2 separate regions of the Astyanax mexicanus genome follow, and region 1 is linked to region 2. A link is a contact called in public Hi-C data. All regions are on one chromosome and are shown on one strand. The core of a region is the stretch at or near the end of the contact, and the rest is flanking DNA. Distances in the headings are between cores, read along the strand shown.

Region 1 (4,318 bases), core at 1,819-4,318, 36 kb after region 2:
TACTTCACTTGATAAGGCCTTATTTATTAAAACGTTTTTTTTTTTTTTTATCGCGCGCTTTCCTTATGACTGACGCTAAACTGTTTGATCCAGCTGTTATATTATATTATGTTATATTAATACCATTTTAACGTTTTTCATTTCTATGTTTTGAAATTCGTTAGATTACATTTTTGTCAACATTTTGGGTTTATTTTTGTTTGTTATTTTTCTAATAATCATACAAATTACATAATTTATTTTCTTTTGTACATTTATAAGGGGCGAGTAACAAAAGTCAATAGTTACTTTTACTGGTAACTAGTTACTTTTATAGTGGAGTAACTCTGTTAGTAACTTACTTTTTTGGAGAAGTAACTAGTAACTATAACTAATTACTTTTTCAAAGTAATGTGCCCAACACTGGCTGACAATGAGAACTATACAGAAAGTTTTAAAAATAGGTGGAATTGTTCCTTTAATACTTTACAGTAGGGCTCCAACTTATGATTTTTAATAGTTGATTAGTCGATAATTGTTTCTGCCATGTCCTCCTTATCTCTAGCTTTCTCTATTTACGCTTCAAAATAATAGAAACAGCTGAATGTGAGAGTTAAATGCCAATTAAATGCCCAGAAGAGGTGCCTGCAAAATGTTCAGCTTTTTGTACATTGAAAAAATATGTAATCTGTTGTGTTTTGGCACTTTTGTAGACACAGACCAAGGCGACCAGAATCACAGTCAAGATTCACAGACCAGAATCACCACAGGGATTTGGCGATACTCGATACTGCAAAAACAATAAGACAATTTTCTAAGATACTTCGTGGCATCTGTGTTACTGAAAGGGATAAAATATGCCAATAAATAAGTAAATTGCAGTTATGCAGCCAATTTTTAATCTAAAATAACAATATTTGATGTCACGTATTGATTAGGGGTGTGTGATATGGTCCAAAAGGTAATATCTGACATGATATCTGATTTGACAAAACTCTAAATTAAAAAAATATTTAAAGAATACGCTACTGCAACAAAATGAAAATTGCATTTTAATTGTTGTGTACGATACGATACACAATAAGACATAAAAAAATACAAGAATTGTAATACTTTTCTAATAGAAGTCAATGATCCAGAGTGTCATTAAACTACTACTAATAATGCGCTCCATATATCTCCATACATCCAGGATTAAAGTAAAATAAATGATACTGTACCGATATAATCTTTAGTCTCTAGTAGATTTATAATGTGAAATCAGAACAGTGTGAATTTTTGTTTTGCTAAAAACGGTAAAAAAAAAAAAAAACAGTAGTACCCTGATGTGATAATTAGGGGTGGGTGATATTGCACAATATAATATCGTTCACGATGTTCAAAAATGCTGGCGATATTATTGCGTATGATACAATATGGCCCACCCCTATAATGTAATGCAAACAAAAACAATACGATATATGTTAATAGCTATGTATCACAATACCTATATGATGCAATATCGACATATCATGTTGAATAATCATCAGTGCAGCCCTACTTTAAAGGCAGATGGGAGTTTGTTCTATGGGGTGAGTATGGGGTGAGTATGGGGTGAGTATGGGGTGAGTATGGGGTGAGTATGGGGTGAGTATGGGGTGAGTATGGGGTGAGTATAGGGTGAGTATAGGGTGAGTATAGGGTGAGTATAGGGTGAGTGTAGGGTGAGTATAGGGTGAGTGTAGGGTGAGTGTAGGGTGAGTATAGGGTGAGTTGTTTTCTCACCTGCTTCCAGTGCTGCAGTGGGGGATGATGCTGAAGCTCGTGCATTGCTGTAGTTGTGTCTCATCTCTCTGAAGAAAGCTTCAGTCTCCTTCAGGTTCCTCCTCAGCTGGGTTGCATGCTTATTATAGTTGGCGAAGACCCGTGTGAGCTCGCGGGCCAGAGGAGAAGATCTCTGAGGACCACTGGGCTCCATGTTTTTGGACAGTGAATGAATGGATCACATAAACATACAGGACATTAATACAGCTCTAGCTTTACTGGACCATACACACCCACAGTCTGACTGACTGACTGTATAGATATATGTGTGTGTATATATGTAGTGTGAATTGTGAGTTGTTGCCAATGTTCTATATTAGAACCTCCATAATTTTGTAAAGAACTAAATTAAGCACCAAAGTCAGGAGAGAAGCTTTCCCAAAGCAGGCTGGCCTACTTCTCCATCACATTTACACTCAAACTAGCTTTAACTGCTGGTGATGGAGGTGATTTTGCATTTGCAAACTCTTGCAAATGTCCAGAAATCCAAATGTAAAGTTATTTTAAATATTTTAAAGTAAGATTTTTAAGTAAGAATCTGCAGCCTGGATTTAGCTAGCTTTGTTTCCAGTGCATATCAGGGAAAAGCAAAGGAAAAAAGCAGAGCAGGCCCGGATTAGAGGATCACTTGACTTGACAAAGGTATTTTTGGCATAAGCGAAAGAGAGGGAGAGGCTGGTTAAAAAAAAAAAAAAAAAAAAAGGAGGCTAGAAACAATCCCAGAAAAATATACACATACACTCTATATACAACCAATGCCCCAAAGCCTCAAAGCCTGGAAACGCAAAAACTACAAATTCCAGAAACTTTGCAGGCAAAGCTAAGCTAGCTTTAGCCAAAGTTCCTGCAACAACCAAAACAACAAGAAGTGAGACAGCACTCCAGCTCTCAGCAGAACCGTCTAATAAACTAATATACAGGATAATTCGAGCTCCCGCAGCGGGTCCGAGCTCATCAACCCCCCAAAAAAGCAGAAAAAGAAGCGGACAGTTTTAGCCGGCGAGCCGCCCATCCGCTGGAGGTTAGTCCGAGCACAGTCCGCGAGCTCCCGGGATGCAGCTTTTTCCAAGCCGGGCAACTTTCCTCCTCCCGCGGCGCGGAGTTTGCGGGTTCAGCCGCCGCTCTGGACCCCGCCGGAAGGAGCTGGAGTGTAAGCGGACCCGGACCGGGCCTAAATACAGCGGGACATGCTGTCCTAATCACTGCAAACCCTAAAATCAGGGAGGCGGAGAAGTGCTGCCCAGCCGCCGCGCTGCTGCCACTGGCGATGTTTTGAAGGCTGGGCCTGCGCGGTGCAGCATGGGAAATGTAGTCCCGCAGCAAAACACACACACGGTGACGAAAACAAAACCAGAGTAAAATCCTCGGAGGGGAATTCACAGATTAAACCAGCGGAGAGGAGAGATTTCCTAATATTTAAATTATGTCTTTAAATAGTGAAAAACAAAACTTTCTAAATATGATGTAGTTTTAAATTGATTTAAGTATATTCAGTATAAAAAGAATTATATATATAAAAAAATATATATATAAAATAATATAAATGAAAAAGTATATATAAAGTAGTTCTAAATGTATGTAAACATATTTGGTATAAATAAAATGATATTAAAAAAATAATAATAATAAATAAATAAATGAAAAAATAAATATGAGAAGTTTTACATTTATTAAATATATATTCAGTATAAATAACTAGGATTAATAATAAGGATTTGTAGATATAATTTCTTTTTTATCCCAGAAAGTTTTGATGTGGTGCAGTGGATAACACCACCACCTGCCAGTAAACTACCATGTGAGAGACTATGCTACACACATAAGAGTCCTTGGGCAATATTCCTAACATTACATTGACCCACCTCTGTAACAGGAATAACCTTGTAAGTCACTCAAGATAAGTGCATTAGCCAAATGCCGTAAATGTAAATGTAATGAATAAAAATGTTACTATTTATAGTCATCATTCCTATTTTTGAAGTGCTGATAATTACTGCACTCTGATTCTGTGTTTTTAACACAATTCTTTTCTAACCTCTTTTTGTTAGTTTAGTGTGAAAAGCAGTGAAAATGGAAAACTTCAACAGAGTATCTTTTTCTCGTTTTTTTAACAGTAAAAGAACACGGTGTGTTTTAGTTTGGAGAACATTCTCGTGTTTTCACCTGGATCGGTATCCTGTTTTGCTCTCAGGGCGGAACATCTGAAATTGATCAGATTCCACACGCGGTGACGCGCGGAGCTCTTTACAGGTCATCTGTCTCCATCTAGCGGCGACTACTGTAAACTGCAACCCAAAGATTAACGTTTAATGAACGTTTAGTTCTCTATAATATTTAAATTCAAACTTAAACATAATTTAATCCACCATATATAATAATAATATATACGTACAATAAAAACAGTAATATAATTATTTTATTCATATTAATGATAAACCTATATAATAATTATATAATGAGGTATTTTGAGGTATTTTGAGTTTGGGGTAGTTCTAATCAGAGCCAGTTTCATCATAACGTTTTTGCTGGTATTTAC
Region 2 (3,978 bases), core at 498-2,997:
CATCCACCGAGTTATCATACTTTCCTAAACACACACACACCCACACACACACACACACACACATTAACAAACAACCTCAGATCCAATTCAAAATATGATTTCTGATGTCATGTATCTACTTATTGGTCACTTTATCAGAAACCCCTCCCTTACTGGTGTAGAGTTATAAAGCGTGTTACCTGTAAACAGTTCTGGGGCCATGTGTATCGGTGTTCCTACGATGCTGCCGGACATCATGGCCTCAGGTTTACAGAAACCCAGGTCTGTGATCTTCGCTCGGTTCTGCTTATCCAGCTAAAACAAAAAAAAAAAACATATTTACAACAGTGAGGAACCTTCAGGGTCTTTCAGGCTTTTCCACAAGATCTATCAAACTAAACACTCCCCTAGAGTGTATTACAGAGTGTCAGAATAAGCATGTACATTATAAAAGGACTATACAGTGCCCTCTCTGTTTCCTGTAGTGTATTACAGTCTGTCAGAATAACCATGTGGATCATATGAACATTATAGAGCATTATAGAGCGCCCCCTATGCTTCCTGTAGTGTATTACAGTCCGTCAGAATGAGCGTGTTGTGGATCATATGAACATTATAGAGCATTATAGAGCGCCCCCTATGCTTCCTGTAGTGTATTACAGTCCGTCAGAATGAGCGTGTTGTGGATCATATGAACCTTATAGAGCATTATAGAGTGCCCCCTATGCTTCCTGTAGTGTATTACAATCTGTCAGAATGAGAGTGTGGATCATATGAACATTATAGACCATTATAGAGCGCCCCCTATGATTCCTGTAGTGTATTACAGTCTGTCAGAATAACCATGTGGATCATATGAACATTATAGAGCATTATAGAGCGCCACCTATGCTTCCTGTAGTGTATTACAGTCTGTCAGAATAACCATGTGGATCATATGAACATTATAGAGCATTATAGAGCGCCCCCTATGCTTCCTGTAGTGTATTACAGTCTGTCAGAATAACCATGTAGATCATATGAACATTATAGAGCATTATAGAGCGCCCCCTATGCTTCCTGTAGTGTATTACAGTCTGTCAGAATAACCATGTAGATCATCTGAACATTATAGAGCGCCCCTATGCTTCCTGTAGTGTATTACAGTCCGTCAGAATGAGTGTGTGAATCATATGAGCATTATAGAGCATTATAGAGTGCCCCCTATGCTTCCTGTAGTGTATTACAGTCTGTCAGAATAAATGTTCTGTTAATATATAAAATATTTAACTATATTATTTGACTTGTATTTGACACTCTTGACTCACCAGGACGTTTTTTAGTTTGATGTCTCGGTGCAGGAGCCCCTGACCGTGCAGGAAGCGAATCCCCTCCACCACGTCCAGCGCGATCTGCAGACGCTCCTTCAGAGAGAGACCAGCCTAAAGAAACAAGGAGACAATGAGATTTAAAAAAAATAAATGTATTTATTTGTTTATTGTGCATATTAAGAGTGTGTGTGTGTGTGTGTGTGTGTGTGTGTGTACCTTCAGGCCTGTGTACAGGTCTCTGTGCAGTCTCTCCATAATCAGCAGCACCGCTATACTGGAGCCCCCCCCGTACGTGTGATCAATAACAGAGCCGTGAAGATTCACCAGCCGCTCGTGCTTCGGCAGAGAACTGAATAAGAACAAAACAAAAATTACTTCTTTAGCTTCACCAATCATATAGAACAGATTGTGTGTGTGTGTGTGTGTGTGTTACCGTGTGTAGTGGAACTCCAGCGCCAAGTCGTTCCAGTGTTTATCGTCGGGAGGGACGACTGATTTTAGTGCGCAGGGGTTTTGCTCTCCCCATTTATCACATAAATACACCACTCCATACTGCCCCCGGCCCAGCTCCCGGCCCAGCTTCGGCTTACCTGATAAATAAACAAACAAAGGATAAATCAATCTTAATGTAAACCTGTTAGCATGGATTATATATATATATATATATATATATATATATATATATATATATATATATATATATATATATATATATATATATATATATATAGTTTTTATTACTGTCTGCCCATGTGCAATAACACTGGCCACTGTTTACTGTAAGATACATGGAATATATGGAACCATGCTTCCTTTAATCTTAGTTTTCTAGATCGAAATAGATTTTTACTTTTTATCTTATATGGTTTTCTTACATTTTCTGATCCTAATCCATATTTGGTTTAAAGACTCTTAGACCAAACGTGCATTTTTGCCTTTATCCACAGGGTGGTGCTGTTTCTTCTTTAAGAGACGATAAGTTTCCAGTCAGAAATGGAAAACACCAATAAGCCAGCAGGGCAAGACTCCAAACATTACATCTCCTTCCATTACAGCAGATTAAAGGATTAAACACTGCTGAAATCGGCAATGTGTAATTCGTAATGTTGTCTCTCTAATTTCTTTACAATAAAAAAAATTATATACAATTATTATTATTTACTGCACAATTTATCCTCTCAAAAATGAATGATACTATGATACTATTTTTTGCATTGCATTGTCAAGAGTTAATTACTTGAATTTCTTGTCTCTTAATAAAGTGTTTGAGAGCATCAGTTAAAGTAAAGTAGTGAAGAGCTAGAGTTAAAGGTATACAGTGAATAGTGAATATTTGAGTAATGTTCTAATCCAGATTATGAAATGCAAGAACTAAGTAACGAAAAAAATGACTAAGAAGAAATAGAGGTAAGTCAATCTAAACATCAGTTTCAAGAACTTTTAAAGTTTTATCCTCAAGTGCAGTCACTGCAAAAAAGACCAAAACAAACATTAAGATAATGATGAAACTGCAGTCATTAGGACCACCCCAGGAAAGGAAGAGTTTCCTCTGTTGTACAGGATATGTGTATCAGAGTTACCAGCCTCATAAACTGCAAGTCAACAAACAGCTCCCCAGATAAGAGCATGTAAATACTTCTTCACAGAGTATTTTTTGGTTTGTTTAACACTGATTTTAAGTTACTACATGATTCCTTATGTGTTCCTTCATAGTCTGGATAAGTGGTACTGTATTTTACACTGAGCACAATGTGAGTTAAAATTAATTATATAAATAATTATATGAATTATTCTGGCTTTTAGTTCTGGTGCATCACTGTTGAATTTCACAACAATACCAAGCTTACACAACAGCCAATCAGAGTGTCAAAAACCACATACTGGAGTCTAATAGAGATTATGTGATTATGTGGCACCTCGGCTCAGTCTGAGAAGAGTGTGTGATGCTTTGCACCATATAGGCCTGTATTACTTGTTAGCCACAGAAGCCTCAGAGCTGCAGTGACTCTGCTGACCGGGTGAATTTAAAGGAAGTGAGGGTTGGGTTAAACTATCGCTTTAAAAACAACAAAAAAATCTTCACACCTCAGACTGACTGAGCTACAACACCACCACCAAACCGAAACCAATCAGTACAGAGATTAACCACACACACACACACACACACACACACACACACACTCTGCACAACAGCCACGGAACAAAACAACACACACATGTGCAGGCAGTGGTTAAGGTGTGTGGGCGGGCGAGAGAGAGAGAGAGAGAGGTGTGCCCTCACCTCTGAGAAATCAAACAGTTATGCAAGATGGTGTTCATACCCTGCAACAGGATGTATGTGTTATATGTGTGTGTGTGTGTGTGTGTGTGGTAAAGCCTCTTAGCAGATAATGTGAAGCTATACATTATATAGACAAACACAACACCACTATATTCACACATGTGATGGAACGTGGCCTCGACAACATCCACCCTGCTTTCTTTGTCTGCTTTTTTAAATGTGAGAGAGTGCGTGCGAGTGTAAAAGAATGAGTGAGACAGAAAGAGAGAGAGAGAGAGAGAATGAGTAAGTACATAAGAGAGAAAGAGTGTGTGAGAAATAGTGTGGGTGAGTGAGTGTGTGAGAGAGAGTGCGAGTGTTTGTGAGAGAGGGAGAGAATGAATGCGTGAGTGAGTGTGCAAATGTTTA

Evidence for each region. Hi-C and Micro-C count contacts between places; a contact is called where the count stands out from the background.
Region 1: a Hi-C map of muscle shows a contact between it and region 2, with 15 times the contacts expected there. The contact joins the promoter of dstyk here to the enhancer-like site in region 2. A contact is called at or near these places in 2 of 3 Hi-C or Micro-C datasets (both in muscle).

Annotation. Positions count from the first base shown.
Region 1 is chr24:31,797,677-31,801,994 of AstMex3_surface, forward strand. dstyk (dual serine/threonine and tyrosine protein kinase) reads right to left here and starts at 3,069. Exons shown (of 14, transcript XM_022682514.2): 1 at 1,744-3,069. The coding sequence starts at 1,936.
Region 2 is chr24:31,762,519-31,766,496 of AstMex3_surface, forward strand. dstyk (dual serine/threonine and tyrosine protein kinase) reads right to left here. Exons shown (of 14, transcript XM_022682514.2): 9 at 1,723-1,879; 10 at 1,506-1,638; 11 at 1,287-1,400; 12 at 180-294; 13 at 1-24. Among protein-coding and RNA genes, the nearest start is that of dstyk, 36 kb to the right of the region's middle. Within about 2 kb of position 1,748, the one cell type or tissue checked has an H3K27ac peak away from gene starts, as active enhancers do.